2 separate regions of the Ovis aries genome follow, and region 1 is linked to region 2. The links are chromatin contacts, called in public Hi-C maps. All regions are on one chromosome and are shown on one strand. The core of a region is the stretch at or near the end of the contact, and the rest is flanking DNA. Distances in the headings are between cores, read along the strand shown.

Evidence for each region. Hi-C and Micro-C count contacts between places; a contact is called where the count stands out from the background.
Region 1: a Hi-C map of liver shows a contact between it and region 2, with 5 times the contacts expected there. The contact joins two enhancer-like sites. A contact is called at or near these places in 13 of 16 Hi-C or Micro-C datasets (blood, hypothalamus, liver and 6 more).

Annotation. Positions count from the first base shown.
Region 1 is chr7:82,997,792-83,002,358 of ARS-UI_Ramb_v3.0, reverse strand. No RefSeq gene overlaps it. Among named protein-coding and RNA genes, the nearest start is that of NUMB, 9.4 kb to the right of the region's middle. Within about 2 kb of position 2,043, at least 10 of the 54 cell types and tissues checked have an H3K27ac peak or open chromatin away from gene starts, as enhancers often do. A contact at or near this core is called in liver, where this site is marked.
Region 2 is chr7:82,827,062-82,831,810 of ARS-UI_Ramb_v3.0, reverse strand. NUMB (NUMB endocytic adaptor protein) reads left to right here. Exons shown (of 9, transcript XM_060418288.1): 6 at 1,744-1,948; 7 at 3,876-4,160. Among named protein-coding and RNA genes, the nearest start is that of PAPLN, 46 kb to the right of the region's middle. Within about 2 kb of position 1,835, at least 7 of the 54 cell types and tissues checked have an H3K27ac peak or open chromatin away from gene starts, as enhancers often do. A contact at or near this core is called in liver, where this site is marked.

The DNA of each region.
Region 1 (4,567 bases), core at 794-3,293, 170 kb before region 2:
GAAAGCTTTCAAGTAGTGGTTCTCAACCTGGTTAGGAATCAGAAGCACTTGGTGGAGCTTTGCAAAAATAAAGCACACCTACTCCAGTCCAATGAGGTAGAGTCCCTGGCACTAGGAGGGGAATCTGGGGCATTGACACAGGACCCCCTGGTTCACTCATGCATGCTTCTGCACTTCATCAGTTCGCTCTAGTTGTTTCTGCATTCTGACTACATTCCTTCCTTGGATATTGAGTTCTATGCACTTACGTCCTACACCTTGAAATATTCTTTTTCTTATTATCAGTCCTCATCTTAACAGTACTGAAAGTTTGTCAGTTACATTGTAATCCTAGGATTTGGGGATTTGAGAGCAGAGTTCCTGTTGGTCTTACCCATGCTTCTTGTGATACTATGGACTTAGCTTACCCCCTAAAGCATGCCTAGCAGTCACATGCCCATTCTTGAGATTTTTTTGGTTTACAAGCAGCTCTAGCTTTATTAAGTAATCTTTCTGCATGAGTAAGACAACCTTTGTCCACATAGTGCAATAGCAGAAAAATAATATCTGTTTCTGTGATGATTGTGACCTGGGATTGTTGCTGCTTAGGTCATTCAGGGCAAGGAAAGCACTTGTTGAAGGTTTTGGGTTATGGGTTAAAGTCCTGTTATGAGTCTAGTCAGCTTGTTAGCGTTGGAGATGCCAGGAAGGAGAATATGCTTTCATTTAAGGACTCAATGACTAACATAACCCTTTGGAATGGAGGTGGGGGGCAGGAGTATTTACAGTAAAGTATACAAGGGAATGAATAGAGAAGTAGAATACCAGGGTCACAGACCAGCCAAATAGAATGAACAAGGGTCTGGTTTGACCACTTCCTTTAAAAAGTGTGTGTGGGGGTGCTAAATGGTAGGTGGAGAACCACAGTTGGTGTGTTCATTTTGGAATCTCTATAAATATTCTTTGATAAGTCAAAGTTTCCAAGTAGCCTTATGTACCTGTAAAAAAGAACAGGAGGAGAAAGAAACTTAGGAGAGTGACAGGGAGGGCAAAGAGTTACCACGTCATAGCCTATGCATGCCTCCAGGCATGTTAGGTCTGGCCAGGATCTGTTTGCCCAGAAAACATACTCGGGCTTGGCTGGAAATTTGTAACACTTCAATGATGAGATTTTTGGTTGGATTCCCTCTGGACCTCAGCAATGAACTTGCTCTCAATTGAAGTTCTTAGAAAACAGATCTCCAGGGACTGCTCCACTCAAGATGAAAATACTGTGGCCTCTGAGTCCAATACAGGAGCTCAAAGAGGAGCTGGCTCCTCTATGAATCGACACTCAAAATAATAATAGCTTTTCCTGCCATTTCTTTTCATCTAGAGATTTCAATGCATGTCATAAACAAGTGCCCCTTCCATGGTTAACTGATTAAGCCACATCTCTGACACTCATCTTTCGCGTGGGCTCCTTCCATCAGCTGATGGAGTGTGGGCCTCCTGATCCAAGGTCTCATGCTCAGCACTCACTCCCTGTCTTCACTACCCAGGCTGCAGCTGTCTGTGGTGCTCCCTCGGGGCACAGTTCTTCGTAGGGGCTGGGGTGTTGGATCTGCTCGCTTCTTTGCTGTCATCACCACCCGCTGACTGCATTTCTGGTTCCCTGTGTCCGGGCAACTGGGCTGTGCCTCGGTTATTTGGAATGTGAGAATTGTTGAAGAATCTCTAGGGATTCTTCATGTCTTATAATCCTTCATCCCAATTCACAGCTGCCTGACAACCTCAGGCCCACCAGGGTGCTATGTCCTGTGGTATTCTTCTCTCTCTGTCTTTATCCTCACTTCCCCTCTGCAGAACAAGAGGAAGTCACAGACCAAGAGCTTTTGAGGTAGGAAGGAATGAGAAGGAAAAGTCTTGTCTTTCCTTTCAGCTTGTCCTCTTTGTTCCCAAGGAGGGGGCCAAGGCCATGAACCTTGACCCACAATGGGAAGATTAGCAGGATGTGTCCATGTTCCCATCACTCACCCTGAGGGAGCTGAGTTTTTAATTTTTTTTTTATCTGGAGCAGGGATGACTCAGTGCAGACCTTTGATGGGGAAATCCATCTCAGAACCTGAGAGGGAAGTAGCAGAAGGCTACTACTGGCCCAGCATTTTCATTTAATTTTCATACCAGAATGGTTTCGCTCAATCAGAGGAAACTGAGTTCTCCCTCTCCCCACTGTTGGCAACTGAAGGAATGACCCTGTCTCTCTGTGGGGGTCCAACGGAGACAGGAAATGAGATTTCAGATTCATAATGCAGGGAAGGCCCTGTACACACTGGTGGAATGTTTTATTTAGTCATATACCACCACTGTGCTTTTACTTACGAATTACTACTAACGACTAGTGATCATTACATGATAATTAGCACATGCTTTTTCTTTTTTACAACTCCCATAGCACCACCCCAAAATAAATGACAGTGTAGGGAAGGAAGGCAGCTCCTAGGGACAACTCCTGACTCATTCATTCACTGAACATTTAGTGAACTACTTTGGCCCCGTGCTAGGACCTGTGAGCAGGAGGGATGGGTTCCTGATATCACAGTGCTATAGGAGGATGTGCTCCACGCAAATTTACTCATGGGATGTGTGTATCCAAAACGGAAGTGCAATATATATAAGAGCCCAACCCAGTGGTGCCTGGGAGAGGAGAGGTCAGCAGGCCCTGCTTCAGAAATCACTTCGAAAGCGAGATCTGTAGAATGAGTAGGAGCCAGTAAAGGGAACCTAACTCAGGGCGCGTGTACGCTCAGTGTGTGTGCTCAGTCACACCCGACTCTTCATGACCCCATGGACTGCAGCACGCCAGGCTTCCCTGTACATCACCATCTCCCGGAGCTTGCTCAAAGTGATGTCCGTCAAGCTGGTGATGCCATCCAGCCATCTCATCCTACTTAGAGTAAACCTATACGATTGGTATAATCTCCCCTCTACATAATATTAACCCTCCAAAGTAAATCCCAGTTTCCCTCAAATACAGTGCCCCCGATTCTGCTTCTGTGATGCTTACCTTGGGAAAGTGTGAAATTCTACACAAGTGGAAGATGTAATTATTGTTACACTAGAGAGTATTACAGGGAGGAGGATGGTATGAGGGAAATGGGTGTGAAAATCAGGTTCTTCTATTTCCACAGCCCAGGCTGCACTCTCTGGGCCCTGGGGATGATCTGGGTCTGACTCGGGAAATAGGCTTGTCTGCCTTCCCTTGAGCAATAACATCCTTTCCTATCAGCTGCTGCTCTAAGAAGACACTGATGTCCTTTTGCAGGAAACTAACAGGAAAAGAAAGAAAGCCTACTACTAAATACACTTCCTGAGGGCAAAATGAAATGGCTGCTGCTCTGGCTGCCTGAAGGAAAAGGCTGAATAAATAAACACACCATCCCTATTGTGTAGGCAGGTTTCCTGGGGGCAAGTCTTCATCTTCTCAGCCCTTCTTTCCTTTCTAAAATTGGCCATCCTGCAAAACAGCAGACAGAGATCTTCTCTGGCTACTGAGAAGTGTTGAAACTTACAATTCTCCTCTTTCTCAAACCCAGAGGAAACACAGAGTTAGAAGAAGAGGAGACAAGTGACAGGAAGAGGAACTTGATGTTGCTACATACCTCTCCTTTAACCTCACAGATCGTTCCCCACAACTTCTGCTTTGAGCTCTTCTGTGCACAAATCTGGAAACACCTAGGAACATGCCCAGAGAAGCAGAGGCCAGGGTTGTGGCATTTCAGAAAACCAAGCTGCTACTGCTAAGTCGCTTCAGTCATGTCCGACTCTATGTGACCCCATAGACAGCAGCCCATCAGGCTCCCCCATCCCTGGGGGGCCTGTTTAAATCCCAGCTGCACAGGTGTCTTGATTTGGAGGCAGAAGTGTAACTGTTATTATCTATGAGTATTTATTGAGTGCTAAGAGATATTACTTTGCCGACTAAGGTCCATCTAGTCAAGGCTATGGTTTCTGCAGTAGTCATGTATGGATGTGAGAGCTGGACTGTGAAGAAGGCTGAGTGCAGAAGAATTGATGCTTTTGAACTGTGGTGTTGGAGAAGACTCTTGAGAGTCCCTTGGACTGCAAGGAGATCCAACCAGTCCATTCTGAAGGAGATCAACCCTGGGATTTCTTTGGAAGGAATGATGCTAAAGCTGAAACTCCAGTACTTTGGCCACCTCATGCGAAGAGTTGACTCATTGGAAAAGACTTTGATGCTGGGAGGGGTTGGGGACAGGAGAAGAAGGGGACGACTGAGGATAAGATGGCTGGATGGCATCACTGACTCGATGGATGTGAGTCTGAGTGAACTCTGGGAGTTGGTGATGGAGAGAGAGGCCTGGCGCGCTGCAATTCATGGGGTCGCAAAGAGTCAGAAACGACTGAGCGACTGAAATGAACTGAACCAAATGGTCTAGCACCACAGAAGAAACTGCTTAAGATGGTGACTTTGGATCAGAAAACAGCTCCAGCTGAAAAGATCCTAAGGCATTTCCTTGTGAGGATAGTTTTTTCTTCTGGAATACTGACAAAAGGAAAGAACCTGTACAAATGTAAAGAGAGTGGA
Region 2 (4,749 bases), core at 586-3,085:
AGGACCTGGCTCGTGCTAACTGCTCCAAAATGGTAGCTGATACTGTTAAAGCTGCTCCTCCTCGATTTGACACAAGTGCTTCGAAAATGGGTTGAAGTAACTAAACTACACTTTCTTCCTTTCTCTCAGACCGTAAGTCATAAAGCAGTGTATTTTGCTATCACTACACTTGTAAAATCCAAAGAGTTTTGCTATATTTTAAAACCATTCTGTTGTCAAATCATAGCCCTCAGGCTGTTTTACTCTGGTATAAAACAGTGGTTCTTCTGTATCAGAATCACCTGGAGAGCTCATTAAATTAGATGGCTGGGCCCCACCCCAGAGTTTTTTTACTCAGTGAGTCTGGGATGGAGCTTGAGGGCAAGTCTGTCTTCAGGAACTTCTGCCATAAGGCCTAGCAGAAACAGTAAGCTTCTTTGGCCTATAGCTCTGTCCTTGTACTAGAGCTGTGCTCAAATGCAGATGGGTTCTAAAATTCTTTCTGCTCTCTCTCCTATTTCATGCTTCCATGCCTACCCATTTATCATGGGTACTAAGTAGTTACATGGAAACTCATGTGGATTCACAAAGAATGAGTCTGTCAGTCTATAAATGAGACTTTACAGTTCACCATCATGTGAAATCCTGGGGACAAAAGTGTCTCAGACGTTTACCTCTCCTTGTGGTATCTGATACTGGCATATAAAATGCAGTGAAATTACATACTCAGAGCCATATGTAGGAGCAGCTGCTTACACGGTATGATCTTGGAAATTCCACAAAAGGCCCCCTGTTCTCAGATATCTCTCCTCACTGTTACAAGATGCCGGCAGTTATTGTATCACCTGTTACCCTTTTATTCCACAATTAGGGGTAGTGTTTAAAATACCGATAACCCTAATTTAAAAAAAAAAAAGAATCCATTGAATTTATTAAATTTACTCTAGATAATCCAGTGCATCTTTAAAACAATATTTAGTTTACACAAACCTTCCTCTCCTCCCACACACCAAAAATTCAGGTTTATCTGTTTAATTCCTTTACAAGTTGAAAATGTGGCTGAAAACATGGTTTTATTTTTGCCTGTGTGTGGTTGGGAAGTAGAGTTGGGGTTTGAGAGAGTTGAATAAAAATAGGGGCGGTATGGGAGAGAGCCTGTAAGCACTGAGGGCCCAACGGGGCAGAAGAAGAGCATTCAGAAAGGGAGACTGAGAAGGCTCAGCTTTCCTGGGCCTGATTCCTTCTCGTCGCTGGAGATGTATTTATCTGAAGTTTTAAGTCTGTGCCTTTTGTTCCTAGACATGTTGGCAGTAAATTTAAGCTCTGAAATTTGCCCTGTATTTCCAGTTGTTGCTTAGAAATGTGTGGTAAATATTCCTATTATTCCCCTACATGGCAAGTAGAGGTTTGGGTGTCAAGACTTAGGGCCTGGAACTTTGACCAGTGTCTTCTCAGCTGATGGCCAGAGCCAACACAAGTGACAGAGGGACCTGACTATGACTAATAAGAAAATGTCAGTGGCTGCTGACAGGGCCCAGGTTACTGATGGCCACTTTACCCGGTGCCTGCTGCAGTAGAGGGTCATAGCATTCGTAAGGTATTATTCATTTAGATTAATTTGGCATATTAATACACTAAAATCTAATAAGCTGGAGTTCCTAACATTTTGCCTGTGTAAAAACAGACTTGTTTGTGGTCCAGCTAATGTGTAGTTGTTGACACCATAACTCTGAAAACGTTTTTTAAACCTTCTGTTATGTACAGGGTGAAAGACTGAGCCACGCTGTAGGCTGTGCCTTTGCAGCCTGTTTAGAACGTAAGCAGAAGCGGGAGAAGGAATGTGGAGTGACTGCTACTTTCGACGCCAGTCGGACCACTTTCACGAGAGAAGGATCATTCCGTGTCACCACAGCCACTGAGCAAGCAGAAAGAGAGGAGATTATGAAACAAATCCAAGATGCCAAGAAAGGTACAATTTGTCCTACTACAATGTGTGTTTATTTAAAACAGCTTTTCCCAACCGGTTAATATTTGGAAGCTGTCAGGGGCATAGAGAACTCTTAGCAATATATGAAGACCTTAAGAACAAAGCTGAAAATGTAAACAGAGTGGCTTGTTTAGTGGCCTCAAAGTATTTACTCTGTCTGTTAATTTTAACTACCTGGGGAAGCTGAGAGTGCAGTTGAAGAAGTTGCAAAGACATTTAAAAGCAAAATTGGGAAAACCTGTATCTTTTTTTTTTCAATTGTGATGCATCTGATCTCTATGAAAACCAAATGCTATCAAGGACCTACATCTTGAAGGAAGTGCAAGTCCCAGGTTTAAGCTGCAAAGGACCTGCAGATGGTGATGCCAGGTGGAAATGCAGGCAGAGACATCTCAGTGATGCTCTATTAGATTATGACTGTTTAGTGCTTTCATGAAAAAAGGCCACAGATTTTTGAGAAGCTGGCCCCTCACTATTTTTTCCATAGCCCCATTAATTTTAGTGTGTGGTTTTGCAGAATGTGAGTTTTTTTAAGGTACACTTGGCAGCATAGCAAAAATGCCTGTCCAGACATTCAAGTTACTCAGGAGGCTGTTGTCTGAAGTTGAGTCCAGTGTATTTTAGAACTGAGTGCTAGGGCTTAGGGAGAAAATGCTTTGCATTCTTGTGTATAACTTGGGCTGAAACCCAAAGCAAGGAGTATTTTTAAATTAAAAAGTTTGGTTTAAATATACATTAATATAATTTTGCCAATTTTTACTATATTCTTTTAATTCTAAACCTGCCATTTTAGGTAACATCAGCTTCCCAGGTAGCACTAGTGGTAAAGAACCCGCCTCCGAGTGCAGGAGCTTTAAGAGACATGGGTTCAATCCCTGGATCAGGAAGATCCCCTGGAGGAGGGCATGGCAACCCACTCCAGTATTCTTGCCTGGAGAATCCCATGGACAGAGAAGCTTGGCGGGCTACAGTCCATGGGGTCACAAAGAATTGGACACGACTGAAGCAACTTAGCATGCATTCATTAATCTAATACCCAAACAGCTTTTAATTTTTAAGCCAAAAAAGAATATATGTTTTCATTTGAAATTGAAGTAATGATTATGATTTTTTCATTTCTTATCGACATTTCTGCCAGGATACCAAAGAACAAAAAAAACACAGTGCTATTTTAACTAGACAAATGAATGTGTATAGGCTGTTATTTAATGTGCCTCAGTGATTTTCAGACCGGAAGCATATTCTTTGATACCACCAAATAATACTTTTTGCTACATATAGCAGCTGCCCAAATGCTTGAGTCCTAGCATCTACAGAGGATTATGGGGAGTTGGGGAAGTAGAGACTGACCACAATGAGAGTGTGATACAGCAGGTATTCACATGGAAACAGTCTTGTATTTGTTTACTCCAATTTAAAATTTGACTTCTGTATGCTTTTCTTCAAGAGAGCCTGTTGTCCAGGCCTGCTTTATGACTTAACATCTTGTCAAACTTAAGTTTGTTTAGACCCTTCTGACTCTGCCACTCCTGAAGTCCTCTGTCCCCGCCTCACTGGCCAGAAAGCAAACAAACATTGAAAACAGTGCACTATTATTCGTTAAAAGACCTCACATTAAGAGTTCATAGGTACTGGGGGGTTTTGTTTTGTTTAGTTTTGTTCAGTGTTTTAATTACTACATGAGAATAGTAGATATACCATGTGACATGTAGTAGATTATTAAACCCTTTATTTATCTGAAAAACAGGAGATCTGAGCCCTGCTTCTAACCTGTCTTTTGAGATACATAGGGAAGTAGATGGGTAAAATGACCCAGGAGGTTTTTGGGGTTCCTTAGTGATGTGAGCTCAAATTATTTGAAGACATTGCCCTAAGGTCCTCATTCTCCTGTTTTCTTGAGCTGATACAGATAAGACAGCTGATGGTTCGTCAGTGGCCCCTGGCAACATTGTCACCTCCCCATCCTCTCCCACCTCTCCCACTCTGGATGCCACTGCCTCTCTGGAGATGAACAATCCTCACGCCATCCCACGCCGGCATGCACCAATTGAACAACTTGCTCGCCAAGGCTCTTTCCGAGGATTTCCTGCTCTTAGCCAGAAGATGTCACCCTTTAAACGCCAACTGTCCCTGCGCATCAATGAGTTGCCTTCCACTATGCAGAGGAAGACTGATTTCCCCATAAAACACACAGGTAACATGGCATCCCCAACTCCCCGGGGCTCAGGCACTGAAGCGTTACATCACCTCCAGTGGAGTCCCTGATCCCATCAAACTATCCACCCCTCTTCTGAGGCTGTTTGGTGGCTGTGCATAGCTTGTATCATTTCCCATTGGCAGAAAATGGAGGTTCACAGAGAGAGATGGGAGTTGTTCATTTATTTTCAGCAATAGGTTAACAGAGCCATGATGGAAATTCCTAGTCCAAGTTACATGGTTTGTGATTTGTCCTGATGAAAGTGTACCTGCTTTCAGACATCAAGGGTCTCAAGTTTCCCTTCTTCTTCTGCCATTTGGGACCCAGCAGGGAGTTAATTTAAAAGGCTTTGGAAACACATCCAGTTAAATAGCACCACTGTCAGATGTACCAGAAGAAATGGATAAGTTCTCTTTGTCCTTGTGGCTGGTTGGCTCCATAGGGAGGAAACTCTAAACAGGTCTCCTGTATAAATCTAAGATCTGTTGTTCATCAGAGACAGTGGGATTGCTCACACATATTCATTACCTTTCAGAGCTGTCACACAGGCCTTTGTGTGGCCTTTGTACAGCTGAGCCAACCCCAG